Linked DNA regions of Macaca mulatta: region 1 is linked to region 2. The links are chromatin contacts, called in public Hi-C maps. All regions are on one chromosome and are shown on one strand. The core of a region is the stretch at or near the end of the contact, and the rest is flanking DNA. Distances in the headings are between cores, read along the strand shown. Region 1 holds the start of LOC100427312. Region 2 holds the start of LOC722722.

What was found. A called contact is a pair of places that touch in the nucleus more often than the background predicts.
Region 1: a contact with region 2 is called in a Hi-C map of fetal cortex germinal zone, with 4 times the contacts expected there. The contact joins the promoter of LOC100427312 here to the promoter of LOC722722 in region 2. A contact is called at or near these places in 5 of 14 Hi-C or Micro-C datasets (blood, cortical neurons, fetal cortex germinal zone and 2 more).

The regions. Positions count from the first base shown.
Region 1 is chr19:65,695,718-65,698,417 of T2T-MMU8v2.0, forward strand. LOC100427312 reads left to right here and starts at 1,251. Exons shown (of 9, transcript XM_077981537.1): 1 at 1,251-1,296. It overlaps LOC144337330 (a long non-coding RNA gene), which reads right to left. Exons shown (of 2, transcript XR_013410304.1): 2 at 1,250-2,700. It also overlaps the pseudogene LOC144337282.
Region 2 is chr19:65,438,781-65,441,480 of T2T-MMU8v2.0, forward strand. It overlaps LOC722722, which reads left to right and starts at 1,370. Exons shown (of 6, transcript XR_013410217.1): 1 at 1,370-1,532.

The sequences.
Region 1 (2,700 bases), core at 1-2,500, 260 kb after region 2:
CTGTTTGCTTCTATTTCCCATCACATTCTGGTCTAAGGCTTATTTATTAATAACTTTTTAAATTTCTTTCTCTATTATCGTCGTGCAGATGTTTTGTCATTTGGGGGAAGATTTTGTTTTGCTTTGTTTTCAATTATATTTTCTCAACAATTAGAAAGTGAAGTAAAAGGTATTTGTTGGATCAGGCGCAGTGGCTCACGCCTGTAATCCCAGCACTTTGGGAGGCCGAGGCAGGCGGATCACTTGAAGTCAAGAGTTTGAGACCAGCCTGGCCAACATGGTGAAACTCGTCTACGAAAATTAGCCGGGCATGGTGGCACGCGCCTGTAATGGCAGGTACACCGCAGCTGAGGCAGGGGAATCGCCTGAAACTAGGAGGCAGAGGCTGCAGTGAGCCGAGATCCCCTCACTGCCCTCTAGCCTGGGCTACAGAGAAATACTCTCATTCAAAACAAAAGAAATAAGTAAATAAAGTAATAAATCTCTTCCACAAATGTGCTGAGAAAACTAACTGGATATCCACATGGAAAAGAATAATGTTGGATCCCTATCTCATGCAATCAAAATTGTATTTTTGTTATTAAAAAAAAAAAAGGAAAAAAGAGAGAGAGAGGAGGAAGGGAGCCCTGCGGGAGCGGGTGTTACTTTGTCGCCCAGGCTGGCCTGGACCCCAGGCTCAGCGATCCTCCCGCCGCTGCTTCCTGAGTAGCTGGGTCCTCAGTCTCCCTCCCCTGCGCCTCTGCTGTATTTATCCAGCAGGTGGTCACCTCACTCCTCGCTTTCCTGAGCATTGCGTCCCGCATCCCAGGCGGTGGCTTTAGGGAAGTCTCTGAAGCTGAGCACAGGGTGGATTTTCCCCCCACCCGGTGAATGGAGAATAGAAACGGAGAGAATTTCTATTCTGTTCTGTGGGCCGTCAGCATGAAATTGTACCTTCGGCCCAGGCAGGGCTTTGCATTTCACATTCTAGTTTACATGCCCATTCCAGACAATTCCAGAGCTTTTGAATCAGGCCTCAGCCTTTCTGGCGGGTCTGGACTCCAAAACCCTAAAACAGGCGCCGGAGGGAGGGTGAGGAACTCACAGGTCCCGCCCCGGCCCCGCCCCTGCCCCGCCCCTGCCCCGCCCTCTGCCGGTTCTAAAGAGCAAAATCTCTCCGCCTCGCGCCCCGCCCCTACCTCGCCTAGGCCCCGCCCACCTCCTCGCGGGTCCCACCCAGGCCTGGCTTTTGTCCTGCGCGCAGATTCGCGAAAACCCGGAAGCGGATCGCGTGGAGTGACGGTCCCATCGCGGCGCGTGAGTTTCGTTCTGTGTTGTATTAAGTCTGCGCTTCCCAGGTCCCTGGCGCTTCTGTTCCTGGGGTGTGGGGTCCCCACAAACCTGGAAATTTTCAGCCATCTTCCTTCACCTAGAGCAAATTGAGACGACCCTGTGAGAGTCCGGGGGTCGCTTCCTTAGGGGTTTAAGGTCGCCCTGAGGCTAGCCCCGTCCCGGGTCTTTCTGCTGTAGGGCAGTGTGTACACTTTCTATCGCGTAGTTTTCCTGCTCTAAACCTTTTTCTGACTCCTCCCGCCCCGCGCTTTTTAAAGTCCTCATCGGAGAGGTGGATTCTCGCCCTCTTCCGCCCATGGAACGTAGAACCGCGGCCCCAGTCCCAGGAAGGCCGCCTCCTCTGTCTGGTCCTGGGATCCTGCAGACCCCACCCTTGTCTTAAGGCGCCCTCGCCCCCGGACCTCCCTCCTCCTGCTGGGCCCTGCTGCTCCCTAGGTCTCCCCTCCGCAGTCACGGCTTCCCCTGAGCCTACGTTGGGGAGGTGGCTGGGGCCTGTCCTGTTAAAGGGGGCCAGCCCTTCCACACCTGTGGGTATTTCTCGTCAGGTGGGACTAGAGCCTGAGAAAAGAAGGAAGACACAGAGACAAAGTATAGAGAAAGAACAGTGGGCCCAGGGGGTGCTCAGTATAGGGAGGACCCGCACCGGTCCCAGCCTCTGAGTTCCCTGAGTATTTAGTGATCATTATTTTTACTATCTTAGCTAGGGGCGTGTATCAGGGCAACAGGTGGGGAGAAGGTCAGCAGGGAAACGTGTGAGCAAAGGAATCTGTATCATGAATAAGTTCAAGGAAAATAAGTACTGTGCCCGGATGTGCACGCAGGCTAGCTTTATGTTTCTCTTTACCCAAACATCTCAGTGTAGCAAAGAGTAACAGAGCAGTATTGCTGCCAGCATATCTCACCCCCAGCCACAGGGCGGTTTTCTGCTATCTGAAAATAGAAAGAATGGGAATGGTCGGCTTTGCACCAAGACATTCCAATCCCAAGGATGAGCAAGAGACAGCCTTCCTCTTATCTCAGTTGCAAAGAGGCTCCCTCTTTTACTAATCCTCCTCAGCAAAGACCCTTTATGGGTGTCAGGCTGGGGGATGGTAAGGTCTTTCCTTTCCCATGAGGCCATATCTCAGGCTGTCTCAGTGGGGGCAAACCTTGGACAATACCAGGCTTTCTTGGGCAGAGGCTTTCCGCAGTGCATTGTGTTCCTGGTTAATCGAGAATGGAGAATGGCGATGACTTTTACCAAGCATACTGCATGTAAACATATTGTTAACAAGGCAAGTCCTGCACAGCCCTAAATCCCTTAAACTTTGATTCCTTACAGCACATGTTTCTGTGAGCACAGGGTTGGGTCTAAAGTTACAGGTTAAC
Region 2 (2,700 bases), core at 120-2,619:
TTAGTGAAATGCTGAGGTGCCAAGATAACAAGACATTCAAGAAGATAAGGAAACATGATCCACACAAAGGAACAAATGAAACCACCACAAACTGACACTAAAGAGATGAAGATGTGTGAATTATCAGACAAAGAATTGAAAATAAGAGTCACGAGATGGTCAATGAATTAAGAGAACATACATAGACATCCACAGGAAATCAGGAAAACAAGATATGAGCAAAATAGACTACCAATAAAGAGACAAAAGCTATAAAGGAGAAACAGAAATTTTAGAGCTGAAAAATGTAATCAGAAACACTGAACACAGAGCCTTGGTGCTCAATGCTGCACACAGATTGCAATCCCCTGGGCCACCGTAGTTATTACTGAGGGTAGATCCCAACCTGACCATGGGAATAGGAATCTTGGGCAAAGGAAAGTTGAAATGGTTAATACGTTAATACGTTAAAGTACGTTAAAAGGTATGTTTGCCAGCGAATGGGACAGAAGTTGAAATGGTTTATGATGAAATGGTTATTTCTGCCAGCAGGTAGGACAGAAGAGCTACTAGTGAGACTGAAGCAACTCTGGGTGTGGGGATCTGGCATCTCTGGGGGTGTCAGTCTGGGGTAGATTGAATGCCCGAAAGTTTCTGCAATGTGGATTAATTTAAGCTTAACTAAAAAGCCCTGAAAATGTCTGTGAAGTGTATGCAAACTAGAATGTGAAATGCAAAACTCTGCCTGGGCAGAATGTGTAAGTAATTTCAAGTCACCTCGCAACAGAACTTAACACAATCCCCTCCATATTCTACACCCATTCACAATGAAGGGAGAGAGTCAGCCCTGTGCACAGTTGCAGAGATTTTCATATGGTAAACACCTGGGGTGTGGAGCGAGGAGGGCTAATACCGGTGACATTAACTCTTGCTTTAGAAAAAGCAGTAACTTTTTAAAAATAGTAGAGCAATTTAAGTTTGCAACTTACGAAAATATCTTGTTTCCAATAGCGATGGCCCACATAATTCTAACGGTTTACCTTAAAATTGAAACATTAACTTAAAATAAGCAGAAAGCAAAACTGCTCCGCAGGACACGAAATAGACTTAAGCGTTCCCAAACCCAGAAGATAGGGACGCTCTGGGAACGCAGGTTCCCACCCGCCCTCCTTTGGTCCCTCCCGGCCCCGCCCCCTGCCTGTCCAGACCCCGCCCCACCCTGCGCGTTTTCTCCCCGGCCCCTCCCTGTGCCGGTCGCGCCCCTCCTAGGCCCCGCCCCTAGGACCCCTCAGTCCTCTCCGGCCCCGCCCCCTGCCCTACTCTTTCTGGCCAGACCCCGCCCCTTCCCCGCCCCCAAGCCGCCAGGTCTCAGCTGCGCGCGGTTTTCTGCAAACCCGGAAGCGGATCGCGGGGAGTGAAGGCTGCGCCGCAGAGCGTGAGTTTCACTCTCTCCAGATTAAATCTGCGCTTCGCAGTCCCCCTTCTTCCATCCGCCGGGTCTGGAGAGGATCCCTACAGATCTTAAAATGCCCGCACCGCGCCCTCCACCCCAGGTAAATTCTGACGTTGCTGCGAGAGTGCGGGGATCGCTTTCCCTTTGGGTTAAAGTCCCTCTAAGGCTACTTCCTGAATCTGGTCTTTCTGCCTTGCGCTAGGTAAACATGGCCTTTCGCGTCTTTTGCTACCTAAAATCCTTTACCGATTTTTCTTCCCGCCACGCAGGAGGGCGCTTTTTTTTTTCTTTTTTTTTTTTTCTGAGACGGAGTCTCGCTGTGTCGCCCAGACTGGAGCGCAGTGGCGAGATCTCGGCTCACTGCAAGCTCCGCCTCCCAGGTTCACGCCATTCTGCCTCCCAAGTAGCTGGTACTGCAGGCGCCCGCCACCACGCCCAGCTGATTTTTTTTTTTTTTTTTTTTTTTAAGTAGAGAGGGGGTTTCACCGTGTTAGCCAGGATGGTCTTGATCTCCTGACCTCGTGATCCGCCCGCCTCGGCCTCCCAAAGTGCTGGGATTACAGGCGTGAGCCACCGCGCCCAGCCGGGGGCACTTTTTAGAGCCTTCACCTGCAAGGTGGGTTCAGGTCTATCCGGTTCTCCAAGACTCGCCCTTGTTGGCCCTTGGTGCGCAGCGCTGCAGCCTCAGTCCGGAGGGGCCGGTTCCTTAACCTTGGTTCTGGGATTCTGCAGACCCCACCCCTGTCCTAAGGTGCCATCTGTCTTTCTCGTCTGAAATCTTTCTCAGGGAGGGCCTTCAGCTCCCACGCCCCTTTAGGCAGTCACCTCCCGTGGTGGGAAGGTGAGCTGGGCTTGTTCTGTGACACCCATGGTGGAGGAGGTGACCTTGGCCTGTCCTGTGACACCCAGTATTCTTTTTTTTATTTTTTGAGAACGAGTCTCCCCCTCTATTACCCAGGCTGGAGTGCAGTGGTGCGACCTCGGCTCACCGCAACCTCCACCTCCCAAGTTCAAGCGATTCTCCTGTCTCATCCTCTGAGTAGCTGGGATTACAGGCATGAGCCACTGCGCCCAGCCAACATGGAACACTTCTGACAGCAAATGTGTGGGAGTTTTTTTCCCACACACTAGGCAATTCTCCAGTGGACACCAGCTGCGTGTCCTATAATTCAATTCAATTCTGACACTGTGCACCTGGAGTTAGAGTCAGATCCAACAGGTTAAGGTCTTAGTCCCACAAGACCAGCCCCCCCCCCCCCGCCCCACCC